Regions from separate parts of the Zea mays genome. Here region 1 is linked to region 2. The links are chromatin contacts, called in public Hi-C maps. All regions are on one chromosome and are shown on one strand. The core of a region is the stretch at or near the end of the contact, and the rest is flanking DNA. Distances in the headings are between cores, read along the strand shown. Region 1 holds the start of LOC100273556 (Transducin/WD40 repeat-like superfamily protein). Region 2 holds the start of LOC100273412 (Alkaline phytoceramidase (aPHC)).

What was found. A called contact is a pair of places that touch in the nucleus more often than the background predicts.
Region 1: a contact with region 2 is called in a Hi-C map of ear, with 5 times the contacts expected there. The contact joins the promoter of LOC100273556 here to the promoter of LOC100273412 in region 2. A contact is called at or near these places in 9 of 25 Hi-C or Micro-C datasets (bundle sheath, ear, endosperm and 3 more).

The regions. Positions count from the first base shown.
Region 1 is chr1:270,558,428-270,561,303 of Zm-B73-REFERENCE-NAM-5.0, forward strand. LOC100273556 (Transducin/WD40 repeat-like superfamily protein) reads right to left here and starts at 1,474. Exons shown (of 14, transcript NM_001147974.1): 1 at 1,384-1,474; 2 at 1,202-1,266; 3 at 1,043-1,081; 4 at 860-956; 5 at 643-739; 6 at 466-574; 7 at 300-376; 8 at 24-102. The coding sequence starts at 558.
Region 2 is chr1:270,363,335-270,366,352 of Zm-B73-REFERENCE-NAM-5.0, forward strand. It overlaps LOC100273412 (Alkaline phytoceramidase (aPHC)), which reads right to left and starts at 1,750. Exons shown (of 2, transcript NM_001147849.1): 1 at 630-1,750. The coding sequence starts at 886.

The DNA.
Region 1 (2,876 bases), core at 224-2,723, 190 kb after region 2:
TTTCATTGGATAGAGATGTTTACCAAAGGCAGGGCCCCTGCTTGAGAGTTTTTGTTGGAGACCGGCACTTCCAGGTTCCGTGTATCCCATATCTTCACAACACTGGCATACATTTAAAGAGGTAAAATGTTAGTATTTGAATATATATGAATATTAATTATTCTACAAAATAGATTTTTTTTCAAGAAACGGAAAGACTAGATGATGAGGCTAATTCACCATCAAGTAAGTGCATTGTATTCCCAATAATATCGCGACTAATAATACTATGCAGAATAAAAAATGAAAGAGCAGCTTACTTGTCTGCTGCTCCAGAAGTAGCAATGGAGACACCATCTTTCAGATAAAGAACTGATGTGATGCTAGTTGAAGCCGCCTAAACGTCACCAATTTCAGCAAACCAACATAAGTATAAGAGGACATAAGATCATCACAAGCAAAAGCCATATCATGCTGAAGTAATACCTTTGCTCGAGACCGGGTTCGGTTTCTCTGTATGGGACTGTGGGCTTCTCTGACAACAGCAGAAGATCTAACATGTAGCACAACTTTGTTCATTGAATTTGTATTGTCGCTACAAACATTTATGATCACTTAAAAATAGTAGTTGGAAGAAAATTTATTAGCAATAGTACAACATACGTGAGGCACGTTTCACCGTGGCTGTTTGGAGATTTAGGGTCACATCTTAAATCCCAGAGAGCAAATGAACCATCCCTTGAACCGGAAACAATGAGCTCTGCAAAGAAAAGAAAAAGGCTACTTAGTCAGGAGTATGTGGCCAACATTTGATGATTAAACGTACATAAAATTAAACTGAAAGGCTTCAGCCATTCATTTCAGGATATACATTACTAACCAGGATTTGAAGAATGGCAAGACAGCGACTTCACGCTCCCAGTATGCCCAGACAAGACACCAATGCATTTCCTGTTTCCTACACTCCAAATTTTGACCTGATGCAGAACGATAATAATGAGAATTTGCAGAAAACTAGGATTTTCATAGTTCAAAAAACTGGTGTGATCCTGTTGCGACTTACAGTTTGATCGCCCGATGCAGTCAGTATCTGGGATCCCTCCTACATCAGTAACACATACGATTGAAACTCCGTCAGAAAGGTGTACAAGTATCGCTGAGATTTTAAACCTGTGGATCGGCTCTTTCGTTAGACTGTTACAACCAGTGCAAGTGACTTTACCTTGATCCAGCACACGTCAAATATTGCATTGTTGTGAGCAACCCAGTCGGGCACCCTTGTTTCAGCTGCAAAAGGACGACGCCAGGTTGGAAGGAAACAGACTGCACGAGGTACCCAATGCAAGCCAGAGCACACCAAAATCTTGGATCAAATCGGGGAAGAAGGATGGGTTTCCAACCGACCTGACTTCTCTAGTGACGAGGAGGTGGAAGGAAGGCGCCGGCGGGTGTCGTAGAGGCCAACATACCCGTCTTCGTCGGCGACCGCCAGGAGGTTACAGGTCTGTGCAGTCTGTGAGGAAGAAACAGTCCATAAGATTGGTACACGCAAATCGCAACTACAAAGAAGATCTGACTATGCAAAAGCACGCGAGACGAATGAAAGATCACTTGTTAAAAAAACAGAGGTTCGTGTTGGTATGCTTCGTAGCCGAAGATCATAAAGAAAGAGAACATTTTCGTCAGACTCTCTCAGGAACAAGCATCGAAGCTATTACCTAGAAAGCTTCAGCATAACGATATATCTCAAGACGAAGGGCCGAACCGACTTAAAGATGGATTGACTTAAAGACCCATGATATTTTGTGTCATTATTGTAATCAATTATAAAGGACTTAAATGTAATTTTACGCAGATTGCACCATATGCCTATAAATAGGTGAATAGTACTTCGGCACTGTTCACGCAATCTTGTAATTACTGGCACATTACGATGAAATTACTGCTTTCCGCTAAGACGAAGGTATAAAAATGATCAAATACTATGTTTTAATGTTTATGTTCATATAATAAAATATGTGAATAGTATTATTTGTTTTTGGTACATTCTTTCCTAATGTTTTACACTTTATATTTCATTTTTCATTGTTTTATAAGTTTGATCACGAAGGTGAGCCCTTCGTGATATTTTGCTTATGGCATTCGTCCGAAGTTCATTAAATCCTTGGGAAAATAATTCTTCAGCGAACGAAGGGCATTAATATTTAACATTTTATGTTGTCTTGTTCTTAATTCATAGCATTTGAGAACAAGTCCCCAACAGTACCAGACTCCGAACCTTGCCGAAGGAGATGGCGAAGGGGATCACGGGGTCACCGGAGTGCTCAACAGCTATGACCCCGCCGCCGCGGCCGCCGGGGTTAGAGGAGAGGTCGGCGAGGTAAGGGAGCCCCGCTGTGGCGCGGGAGGAGCCACTAGCGCCACCGTGCTCCCGGGCTCGGAGCCCGCCGAAGAAAGTCGGAGAGAGGCGCCGCCGCGTCGCCATGAGAGTCGGAGACAAAAAAGATGGGCATAGGCGCAGAGACGCGGACGGAGAGAGGGGAAGGAAATAGCGGGCATGCATTGGGCGCGAAGGGTTTTCCGGAGGATTCTGCAGTTCTGCCCCGCCCGAGGGCCGAGGGACGCGCCGGCGGGAAGAGCTTTTTCGTAATCGCGAACCGCGAAAAAGGAGAAGCGGCAGAACCAGCTGCCGCGCTAGTTCTTTCCATGCTGGATTATGGATTTCGTGGGCCATGCCTCACTGGCAAGTGGGCCCAATAGCCATCAGGTTCTTGAGCTGAGACACCGCGGGCAAATATATTATTAGGATAACTCTATTTTCTTAAATGTTTTTAATTCTCTCGAAAATGAAGTCACATGAAATTAGTTTATTTTTCATGAGAAAATATAAATCTTAT
Region 2 (3,018 bases), core at 500-2,999:
GATGTTCTTGATGGAGCATCAAATTAGAAAACTCCTTACAATTAATGGCTCACACATTTTTATAACAGATGAACATATCATCTTTTGTGCAGTTTTATACGAAAAATGGCTAGATGGATAAATTATTTCCATTCTATGCAAATGACCGTTTCCCAAAATGGTATCAACAGTTCTAACTTTAATACATACGACATACCCCCTCCAGTCAAAAAATACTTAGTCACATTTGAGTAATGGTCTTTGATGTGTGTACCTTTGGCCTAATTACTTCTAGGTTTTTTATACGAATTGTATGTTTCCGAACTCAATAATTTGAAAGCTATTTATGTTTGTGTTTATATTAAGGTTTGACCAAATCTTGTCTTAAATGACATGTTCTTGTGACAGAAGGGTGTAGGTTAAAAAAACATACGTAATTCATAGCACCAAAAGAAGGTATAGCATAGCAGACAAACAACACCCGAATACAATGCACAAGGCCATTACATAACGAGCAGAACTCGATCAAGTGCTTTGGATAAAAGAATAAAGCCCTTATAACAGTTTCTCATGTAGGTACCAGTAACCACAAAGTTAAAAGTGTCATTTCACATAAACATAAAAAACTGTCAATTTAAGAGAAAACTTACAGAAGTTGCAAGGTGGCATGGAAAATCATACTCCCAATAGCAAGTATCATATTGGATATGTGCAGGACACTAAATCGTTTCTCAAAACCTTGGCAGAAAGCATTCACTAATCCAATAAGTGCCAAAAGAACGCATGGGACATTAGAGATGGTATTGTAGAATTCTGCGATATATGACGAGTGTGCATAATTCTCCTCGCACAACTCAGTCGTTGATGTCACAGGCCCCCAGAAGCTTGCTACCATTGAATCTGCCATTCTTAGCTCTTGATTTGCTACCCTAGCAACAGCTTATGTCACCAGAGTTAAAGGTCAATTTGGCTGGTGCTAAATCATGAGTGCGCCAAAGAAATAACCTGCAAGGATGATATGCAAATTTGTCATACTTCAGTTTAATCGTGCTAATCCAGCATACTATTAGTAGAGTTCCCTGTGATAATCAAAGAAATAGAAAGATAATTCAGAGCCAGGTCTTCTGGCAACACACCAAATTAAATACTGTCGCTGAAAGTGTCCCTTCAAAATAGGCAATCTAAAGTCAAACACTATCATAGAACACCTAAACAATTTCCTTAGCAAGAGATAGACAATCATACCTACCAATACTCAATAATTGACATGTGTAGAAGTAAACTCAGAGAAACACCTGCAAATATTCAATACTCATGTGCAAAACTAAACTCAGAGACAACTTTCATCGACACTCTAACATCGAATCTACCACATCACACAGGTCATATGAGAACTTCGAACCCTAATCTAGAGTATACCTCGATCCCAACCACATCCAAACCAAATTCCCCCGGCACACGCTCCACAACAAATATGGGATAACCGCAGCAGGCAGCGCAAGGGTGTGCACGGGTAAAGGACATGGGTGTACTACAATTGAAATTGTTTGTAGACAAACGAAAAATATTTTTGCAAAAAAACAAACGAAAAATAGTTTGTAGACACAATACATGTATACCACAAATTGAAATTGGATCAGATCCAGATACAAATAGCTGGTTTTTGGATGATCCGTTTCGCACAGCGTGAACGGAAGAAAAGGAGTGGGTGCTCCGGTGGCGAACGTCCCGAAGATGGAGATCACACCTTCCGTAAGCCGGCGGCAGCGGCCGCCCACTCGTCGGCAGGGGAACGGAGACCGTGAGAGGTATGCTGTGGGGCGGAATCAGATCTCTAACTTCCACCTCGATGACGCAACAGAGCAGTCAGCTAATCTACCCCATCCGCTGTTGATCCAACGATAGCTATGTCAAAGTGACGTGGGCTGCACAAAGTTTAAGGCCCATCACAGCCACAGGTCCTGCCGAGAGGCGAGAGCTTCCAGCTTCCCATGCCATTAGAAAGAGAATTTTGCAAACATGACACTGTCTACGGCGGGCTTCAAACTTTTGGCACCGCCGTCGTGGCAATTGAACGGGTGGCACTGAAATCTCCCTCCAATTGTAAATTTGGCATCGCGCGCGCTTAATGGTGTTTAGCCCTTGTGCAGTGCCCGTGCTACCCTCGCGCCGTTAGAAACTTGTCGCCGTCCGTTCTTCTACCGTCGCCCGTGAGTCTCTCGTATTCCATTCTCCCTGTCTCCTCTCCTCCTTATTCTCGCCCTGGCCGTCGTCTTCCTCGAGCTGCTCTGTTCGTCTCCGCGCACTGGGTGCATTCGAGCCATGTCCTCGTCCGGATCTCGCCCTTACCTGCCTCGCCGGTTCCTGCGCCCGTGCTCCATTGCCGACCTCCGACGCTGGTGAGCTTTCCTTGTTCTGTAACCCTAGGGTTTGCAGATTAGAAAGCCGGCATGGATTCTGCCGCCGAGCATTGTGCCCAGAAGTTGTCCTTGGCGGCTGTTGCAGCCCGTGACACACTGAAAGCTTCTGCTGCCGCGAGTATTGTTGCTGGTGATTATTGCGCCACATTTTCGTTAGGTAACGATGTGGTTTCTACTCTGGATGTTCTTGAATCCGCTGTAGCTGCGGAAAATAGTGCTTTGCGATCTTACAAACAGGCGACTGCAGCCGTCGATTGTGCTAAGGAGACAGTGGCCAAATATTCTGAGGTTTGTATTCTTAAACTTATGCCCTGTGATTGAAATGTGAAGTGAGGAAATGTGAAGTGAGGAAATGTGAAGTGAGGAAATTTGAAGTGAGGAAATGCTTAGCCCTGTGATGAAATCTTTGAAAATAGTCAACTGAATACTACACTTGTTGTTTTGATGCGATGAAATTTGTGAGGGCTATGGCTATTTGAGCCTGTTTGTTGCTGTTTCATTGAATAATTTGACCAGGGGCTTGTGCGTTGAGATTAACAGTTTGCTTAGCCCTGTGATGTTTTATTTGAAAACAGTGAACTGTATACTACACTTGTTCTTTTTATGTTAAGAAAATACT